Regions from separate parts of the Pan troglodytes genome. Here region 2 is linked to region 1. Evidence: chromatin contacts called from public HiChIP or PLAC-seq data. All regions are on one chromosome and are shown on one strand. The core of a region is the stretch at or near the end of the contact, and the rest is flanking DNA. Distances in the headings are between cores, read along the strand shown.

Region 1 (4,413 bases), core at 1,229-3,728:
AACAGACTAGATACAGAAGACCGAGTGCTCAGAGTAGGCTTGTTATCTCCTTGTGTGAAGAAGAAAATCAGTCACATCAAGATAGCCACAATCTCTGCAACCTTCTCAACTTCCTCCCATCCTCCTCCAATTACTTACAAAGATCCATAATGTGGTTCCTGCAGATGGCACAGTTATCAACCACAATATCCCAGGCCCAGAGGGCTACTGCATTCCACTGCAAAGACAAAAAGAGGGAACAGTGCATTCTGCTTGTAACACACACACACACTCTTTAGGACCTCAGGCTGCAGCTGCAGTTATCATCTCTTTGGCCACAGGGAACCACCAAACAAAAGTTTTTGGATATTACGTTAATCTTATTATACCAAAGACAACAGTAGACTACACGTATGTTCTATTCTCCAAAAGGCTGAGTATATGAACACAGAAATTAATGTCATCTTTTAATTTGTTTCCTATAGTTTAAAATAATTTAGTCTGGCCGGGTGCAGTGGCTCACGCCTATAGTCCTAGCATTTTGGGAGGCCGAGGCGGGCGGATCACTGAGGTCAGGAGTTCAAGACCAGCCTGGCCAACATGGCAAAACCCTATCTTTACTAAAAATACAAAAATTAGCCAGGCCTGGTGGCGGGTGTCTATAATACCAGCTATTTGGGAAGCTGAGACAGGAGAATCGCCTGAATCTGGGGGACGGAGGTTGCAGTGAGCCGAGATCGTGCCACTGCACTCCAGCCTGGGCGACAGAGTGAGACTCCATCTCAAAAAAAAAAAAAAAAAAAGGGGGCACAAACTTGAATTTCTGTGCAGGTTTTGGTGGCAGTTGCAGAAGAGCTCAAAATCTGAATAAGTATCTGCTCTACGCAGCTCTGGAAGCATGAGCAATGAAGTGAAAGCTAGAGAACAGAATGAACTAAGATAATGACTGGATCATAAAATGGGTAATCATGGGATAAGCTGGATAATTAAATACCCGTGTCAGTACACAAAACAAGGTCATCACTTAAATCTTAGATTACTTCATAACAAATTCTACAATTCACTAGAATTTTGTTTCTTGCCATAAAATAAACTGATGTTCTCAACTTTTATATGTTTAGACTCTTCTATTAAGATAATAATTCCAGTAAGAGTTTAACAGAATTTCATTCATTCAACTCTGGCTTCCTCAATTACAAATACTCCCAAACCTTCATCGCTTTCAAACCCCATTCTCAGTGCCTAGTAACTTCTTTACCACTTTTCACATCACAGCTTCAAGGTGGAGGAAAAGCCCCTACTTCTATTATTTTTCAATATGGCTGCTGGCTGTAACTGAGCAGCAGTGGCCACAACGAGACACCAAAAAGCAGTAGGACGGGGGATATTGTCAGTGTTTAGCCAGATGTTCTAGGAATATCTTCCCTATTTTAGAATCTCCATTTTGAACAGCTTTCATGTTAGGTGGGAATCGATACTGTTCTCCCAAACTGTGGCAAACCACTAAAAGGCATTTCATGCAAAAAGACACGTTCCATTTTTGCTTTCCCACGCTTACCAAGTCGTTCGCGACTAGTACTCAACCCTCCCTAACTGCCACAGGATTTGGGCTCGGATTTTCTTAACAAGTTCCACCATGCTTTTTATTATTATTTTGGAAGGGGGAGATTCTGGACGTGACAGAGAACCCAAGAGTGGGGTGGTTGTGTGAAAAGCCAACAGACGTCTCAGAAGAGCCAAGCATTACACTCCAGACTCTAACCAGGCGGTGTGAGGCCTCGGTTCAGCAAGGATCCCTCCAAGTGAGAGGACCCCTCCAAGTGAGAGGACCCCAAGCTTCAAAAAGGGGCGGAGCAAGATCACCAAGGGGGCTCCTCAGAGGCCTCTAATGCGGTAGGACCTCAGGTTCCAGGCTTTCGCCGCACTGCCCCATCCTCCACCGCCGCATTCGCTTCGACTCCCCATTCCACCCACCCCACCCCACCCTACCCTGTCCTTCCCCCACCTCTCAACCACTCCAGTGACAGCTCAAGCGCTTGGCTCCCGCCGCCAAGTCGCAACCCCGCGTATCTCAATAAGCAGCTCTGTGATTGGCCCCTTAGCCTCACAGCGAAACCAACACTTCCCCCAACAGTGGGCCGCCGTCACGCCGATCAACTCTAAGACCCGCCCCCCGGCTTCCTTTCGTGGTACCCGGTCCCAGGAACGCCCTGAAATGAAACCCTTTACTCCGCGCCTCGACCATCCTCGGGCCTGCCAGCCAGATCCGCGCCTCTCTAGCTTCCCTGAGGAAGGCGCTGGCGAGACCCAACCTTTTTCACTTCAAAGCGCTTCTTGCCCGCGCCGCTGTTGGTGCCGCTCGGGGTATCCACATCCATCGCTGCCGCCATTTTGGAAACACACGGTCTGTCGTCCGACCACCGCGCCTGCGCAGCAGCGCACACTTCGCTCCCCCCACTTCCCCGGCACCTCCTCCCGCACCCCACCCCTTACTGGCGCGCGAGGCGGAGGTGGGGGCGGAGCACGTGACCACGCCTCTTAAAGGGGCTGTCGCAGGTCGCCCCACCCGCGAAGTGTAGGCCGGGGAGGGGGCGGTGGCCGGAGTGGGTGGGGCGGGGCCGGGCGGGGCCGAGGCTACGTGAGCTAGCCGGGTGGAAACGTTCGAAAGGGCTCGACGTCGCTGCCTCCTCTGGGAAGCCCCCGGCCGCGCTCCGTCAGCTGGGGCGGCGGCTGCTTCCTCCGCCTGAGCCAGACCTGCGCCGCAGTCCTGTCCTGCCTGCCGGGCTCGCCGAGTTGCCGCGCGGCTCCCGGTGCTGGCGGGGGTGGGCGCCCGCGGCCTGCCCCGAAACCCAAGAGTCCTCGCTGGTCTTTCGCAGACTCTGACCCGCTTCCGAGCCAGGCCCAAGGTGCAGTCCCCGTGGGAGGGCTGGGGCCCAGGCACCGTCTGGTCTCCGATTTCTGTTCGGGAACTGCTCAGGGATTCGATGGGGAGAGAGGAGACCCCCGAAGTTCCTCCCTAAGGCCACACTGAGCAGGCCCCCAGCCCTGCCTTTACTCGCCCGCCAAGCCTGGGGGGTGGCCTCTGCGCCCACATAGTCGCAGTCCTAGGACCGCCTTTGGTCGTGGTGCACGGTTTCACCGTAACGTGTGTCAGTCCCCACTCCGCATTCCTCAGTTGTCATCTTTGTAGGGTGATTTCTCCCCGATCTGTGTCCTTTTTCCGCTGCTTGTGCTGTAGTGAAACCGACCCATCTGCAGTCGCTGTATTTCTTGAATTTTTGTGAGGCATTCTTTTTTAACTCTTGTTGCCCAGGCTGGAGTGTAATGGCGCGATTTCGGCCCACTGCAACCTCCGCCTCCATGATTCAAGCGATTCTCCTACCTCAGCCTCCCGAGTAGCTGAGATTACAGGCGCCCGCCACCACGCCCGGCTAATTTTTTGTATTTTTAGTAGAAACGGGGTTTCACCACGTTAGCCAGGCTGGTCCCGAACTCCTGACCTCAGGTGATCCGCCTGCCTCGGCCTCCCAAAGTGCTAGAGCCGATTTTTTTTTTTTCTTTTTTAATTTTTTAAAAAAATAGAGACAAGGTCTCGCTATGTTGCCTAGGCTGGTCTCGAACTCCTGGGCCCAAGTGATCCTCCCACTTCGGCCTCCCAAAGTGCTGGGATCACAGGAGTGAGCCATCCCACCCGACCCAAGCACCTGTACTTTGTCACTCTCCCATTTCTGGCTAGACCAGGACTCCCTTTGACATCTCTAACCTTGCAGAGGTGTGACTCTGCCAGAGCACTCTTAGATCTCGTACAGGTGCATTTGAAGCCTTGTATTTTCTCTTAAAAGATAACTGGCGGGTAATGGAGCGTGCTTACTCTATTGCTAAAGAGAAAGAATAGGCTGGGCGGGGTGGCTCACGCCTGGGAGCCACTTTGGGAGGCCGAGGCAGGTGGATTACCTGAGGTCAGGAGTTTGAGACCAGCCTGGCCAACATGACGAAACCCCGTCCCTACTAAAAATACAAAAATTAGCTGGGTGTGGTGGCACGCGCCTGTAGTCCCAGCTACTCAGGAGGCTGAGGCAGGAGAATCTCTTGAACCCGGGAGGTGGAGGTGGCAGTGAGCCGAGATCGAGCCACTGCACTCCACGCCTGGGTGACAGAGCGAGACTCCGTTCCCCCCCCCAAAAAAATAATAAAAGAGAAAGAATTGCGATTTGTTTGTTAGTTATAAACAGCAACAACAGATCCGGGAAAAGACCACCACAGCTTTATCCAGACTTGGAAAGAAAAATTGTGTGAGACCTTAAAGGGCTACAAGAACCCTACAAAGTTTTTCTTAGCCCAAGTTTTAATGACTTTGTTAAAATTTCTGTTGTTAATTTGTTGTGTGCCTACAGGCCCTGACAGGAATACTAGAAACCCATTGTAAATTAAGGT
Region 2 (4,420 bases), core at 460-2,959, 140 kb before region 1:
AACTGGTCGTAAAGCTTTTAAACGAAAATCTTGATCTCCAAGTATGTTTAAAAGTGTAAAAAGACAAAGACACACACAAACACCAAACCTAATGCACATTTTAAACTTTTGTACAATCAGTTCATGTTTGTAGTTCATGATTGGAACTCTTTCAACTTCTAACCTTGATTTCCAGGTACGTAACTCCACAAAATTGTTTATCTTTTTTATTTCCCCTAAAATGAGAAAGTGACTGCAAACTGCAAAGAACATGCCCCTGTTCTCCCAACCTAAAAACCCAGAGTTTTAGACATTTTGGTCTCACACCAAAGAACTGGGAGATGTGAAATGAACTGCGCTCCATATTGATTCTTAAAGCAAATAAGAAGAAAAAGGAAAAAAAAGCTAAGAATGGTAGGTAAGATAAAAGAATTGTTAAACTTCACCTCTAACCTGAAATCTTGGACCTCGCACACACAAAATCAAGATTTTTTTACACCCTATTCCTCAACAGAAAATATTCTGCAAAAGAGAGAAAATTTCGAAGAGTGGAAAGTAGAGGAAACACAGTAAGTACAGTAAGGAGAAAGGATTCGAAATTCATTTGCCAAGAACAAAAAAAATGAAACTTAAATTGCATAGGAGCTCTTACACACAAATGCATTGGCATTTCCCAAATTAAATTGCATGAGAGCAACAATACAGGCCATTTCTATATAGCACCCACTTACGAGCTCTAATTCCAGAACACACACCGATATGACATAGTGTTGCAATCAATGTATTAGGAGGCAAAGAAAATGGTTGGGCTACTGGACGTCTTCGACCAGCTCATTCAAATACCTTTAAAATTAATTAAGGGGCAGGGAACTAGAGAGAGAGGAAGAAAAAAAAAATGGAAGAATAAAGGCGCACCGAGTAGAAAAGATTAAAGGGAACGTGGAAGGCCGGGGCTGCCGAAACTAACCTGTGCCATCGCTGGCGGACGCCGAGAGGGCCGGAGATGAGAGTTTAGGCCGCTTGGCTGAAGGCGGCCCCGGTTCCACCACATTCTCGGCCATTTTTAATTCTTTCGGAGATACAAGCGAGGAAAACCAGAATCCTCAGGAAATCTCTTCTTCGGCCCGGGGTCCCCGCGCCGCACCCAGGGGTGGGCTGGGGGGCTCCGACGGCACCCGAGGGGGTGGGGGAAGTTCCTTTTTCTCTTCGCCGGGTCGCAGTGGCTGGAGAGGGATGCGTACTCGATAGAAAAGGTAAGGGCAAGTGCGAGGGGCCGGGCCTGGGCCCAAGCCCGGAGGAGGGCACAAGAGCACAAATTCGCCGAGCGCGTCCGCTGTGGCGAATTCCCGAGAACTCGCGGCTCTAGAGGCGCAGTCCCCGGCCCGCCACGGCCGGCCCCTGCCCAGCCGAGGTCTCTCGGAGCTCCGCCGCCGCCATCAGCCTCTTCCTCCTCGGCGCTGTCCTCCTCCTTCTCATCGCCACAAGGAGGCGGGGGCGAAAAGGGGGGAGAGGAGGAGGCGACAAGAGACACTCACCTCCTCCCGGTGCCCCCTCCCGGGCCTGCGCCCCCACCCTCCGAACCCTCCTCCTGCCGCCGCGCTCCGCGCCGCCGCCGCACCGGCCCCTAATGGCCGCAGAGAGCTCGCCCGAGCCGAGAGCCAGGCTGGCGCCGCCGCCTCACATCGCGCGGCGGCCGGCGGAGGCGCGGCAAGGACGCCGGGAGCGGAGCTGGCCGGACCAGAGGGCCGAGGGGGCCGGGCCGAGCAGCGCCGCCCGCACGCCCGCGCCGACGCGGAGCCCACCGAGGAGGCCCCGCTCCGGCGGCGGCGCAGGCGGCCCCTCCTCGCGCCGCGCTCCCCTCCTTCGCCTTCCTTTCCCGCGGAAAATAAATAAATACGGCCGCTGCTACGGCCCCCACCGCCGGCGGCCAGGTGCTGGGAGCGCCCGCCCCCCGGGGCTCCGTTCGGGGCCGCCCGCGGCGGCGGGCGAAGGCGCCGCGGGGCGCGGGGTTATGTAATGGTCCCCCCTAGGCGTCGACGCCGGCCCGGCTCCTGGACCGCGGTGGGGGTGTGTGCGGACGGGAGGGGGCTGGGGGTCGCCTCAGCCCGTGCGCCCCGGGCCCCCTGCCACTGTCTCAGCCCCTGCCGCCTCTCTCCGACCCGACTCCCCTCCGCACTCTCTGGCTCCCGCAGTTAGCACTCAGCCCGGCGTCCCGCTTGCCCACTCTCGCCCGCTCTCTCTCGCCCTCTCTCCCCCCCAGCCTAGCACACAAACAAGATGGCGGCTGTTGTTTCTTCCCTCTGCCGAATCCTCCTTACAGGCTAGCGGTAGCGGCGGCGGCCGGAAATGAGCCAAGGGGGGGTGAAAAAGGGGAGGGGCCGGGCCTCCGGAGGGGGGCGGGGCCTAGGCCCGAGCCGCTCACACAATGGGGGAAGTGGAGCCGGGGGCGGGGCCTGTCCCAATCACGGGATCCGCCCTAGGCCCCAACGCGGTTAGCGCTTCCGCAAACTCCCCCGGCGTCACCCTGTGGCTCCCTTTAAAGGGGAGGATTTTAAGAGTGGGGAGGATTTTAAGGGGGGAGGGGCGGGGACGGACTCAGAATCTATTTTCAGTCGGTGGATAGTTACGAGGGAAGGTTCCTGCCTTTGGTCTCTGCGTAAGGGACCGGTGGGAACCGGGACGACGGAACCCCGGAGCTGCTCCGAGGAAGGCGCCAAGTCGCCACTCAGGTGGCCAAATGGGAGCGCCCGTAGGGCGGCCCTGCTCTTCGGCCCTTGGGTGGCGGGTACCCCAAAACCCCGGTCGAATCCACCAGGCAGGGTGTACCCACTGCCGGCTGTTCCGGGCCAGATACCCAGTGCGTCCTCACTTCTCCATTGCCCTCCCAAAGGGAGCAGTTCACATCCAAAAAGCACGTTGATTACGAGTTGTTTTCATTTTCTCTGAATTTTCCTTTTCCTTTTTATGTATTATTTATTTATTTATTTTACAACGAGCATTATTACTCTGACCAGAAAACAAAATCACAGCAGTGGAAAGATGTTTCGGCACCAGACCCAAATTCATTTCTTGCCCTCCACGTGTGTCCATACGCCCTTACCAGGTAGCACTCTCACCGCAGAAGCCTTCAAGTATTTTCCTAAACATGGCTGGGACCTGAAGACATTTCTAGGGTTTGTCTTTTTTTTTTTCTCGTCCGCTCCCAATAGAACAAGTTAGTAAAAGACCACGTCTAGCCATTGCCTTATCTAATGTAATTATTGGAAAAACAAAAATGTGGTAAAGGTAATGTAAGGATGGAAAAAAGCAAAAATGTAATGGTGAGAGGAAATGCTGGAATATAAAGTCTGGTGTGTGGGACTCCACAGTTTTGCAGCTGAGGTCGGAGACGTGCTTTCAGGTTCCTACACATCACCCTGTGTTTGGCCATGGGTAAATTGGTACTGGAGGAGGTGGCAGGGGTGTAAGTGACCCCGAAAGAAACCCCGAAACCAGTATCTACTGATACGGTTAAAAGCTTTTTCTCGGCCAGGCACGGTGGCTCACGCCTGTAATCCCAGCACTTTGTGAGGCCGAGGCCAGTGGATCACCTGAGGTCAGGAGTTCGAGACGAGCCTGGCCAACATGGTGAAACCCCGTTTCTACTAAAAATACAAAACTTGTCCGGGTGTGGTGGTGCACGCCTGTAATCCTAGCTACTTGGGAGGCTGAGGTAGGAGAATCTCTTAAACCCGGGAAGCGGAGGTTGCAGTGAGCTGAGATTGTGCCATTGCACTCCAGCCTGGGCGACAAGAGCAAAACTCTGTCCCAAAGAAAAAAATTTTTTTTTTCTTTTATTTCATATCTCATGCTCCGTAGCTGGTATTTGCAAATTGTTGGATTTTCTTTGTTTTTTTTTTATATTGTTTCTGTTTGTTTTTTAAATTAATGTTGGGATGAATAAATAAGAACATAAGAGTGAAGATCCTAATGGAGCAATTGAAGTTGCTGACAGGGATGGAATCTGTCCTCTAATGATCAGGCCTAGATCACCCAAACTGCAGTAGAAAAGCAGGCAAATTGAACCGGGCGCCGTGGCTCACGCTTGTAATCCCAGCACTTTGGGAGGCCGAGGAGGGCGGATCAGGAGGTCAGGAGATTGAGACCATCCTGGCCAACACGGTGAAACTCCATCTCTACTAAAAACACACACAAAAAAATTAGCTGGGCGTGGTGGCGGGCACCTGTAGTCCTAGCTACTCGGGAGGCTGAGGCAGGAGAATGGCGTGAACCCGGGAGGCAGAGCCTGCAGTGAGCAGAGATCACCCACTGCACTCCAGCCTGTGCGACAGAGCGAGACTCTGTCTCAAAAAAAAAAAAAAAAAAAAAAAAGGCCGGGTGCGGTGGCTCACGCCTGTAATCCCAGCACTTTGGGAGGCCAAGGCGGGCGGATCACGAGGTC

The links. HiChIP or PLAC-seq counts read pairs in DNA pulled down with a chosen protein or histone mark.
Region 2: an H3K4me3 HiChIP or PLAC-seq map of stem cell-derived excitatory neurons shows a contact between it and region 1, with 9 times the contacts expected there. The contact joins the promoter of EP300 here to the promoter of RBX1 in region 1. A contact is called at or near these places in 2 of 7 Hi-C or Micro-C datasets (induced pluripotent stem cells and stem cell-derived neural progenitor cells), 1 of 1 datasets of contacts at active chromatin or transcription factors (stem cell-derived excitatory neurons) and 1 of 1 other capture datasets (stem cell-derived neural stem cells).

Annotation. Positions count from the first base shown.
Region 1 is chr23:42,940,767-42,945,179 of NHGRI_mPanTro3-v2.0_pri, reverse strand. RBX1 (ring-box 1) reads right to left here and starts at 2,478. Exons shown (of 5, transcript XM_515153.7): 1 at 2,292-2,478; 2 at 139-217. The coding sequence starts at 2,369.
Region 2 is chr23:43,083,906-43,088,325 of NHGRI_mPanTro3-v2.0_pri, reverse strand. It overlaps EP300 (E1A binding protein p300), which reads right to left and starts at 1,709. Exons shown (of 31, transcript NM_001244670.3): 1 at 947-1,709. The coding sequence starts at 1,040. It overlaps MIR1281 (microRNA mir-1281), which reads right to left and starts at 1,531; the gene lies at 1,479-1,531.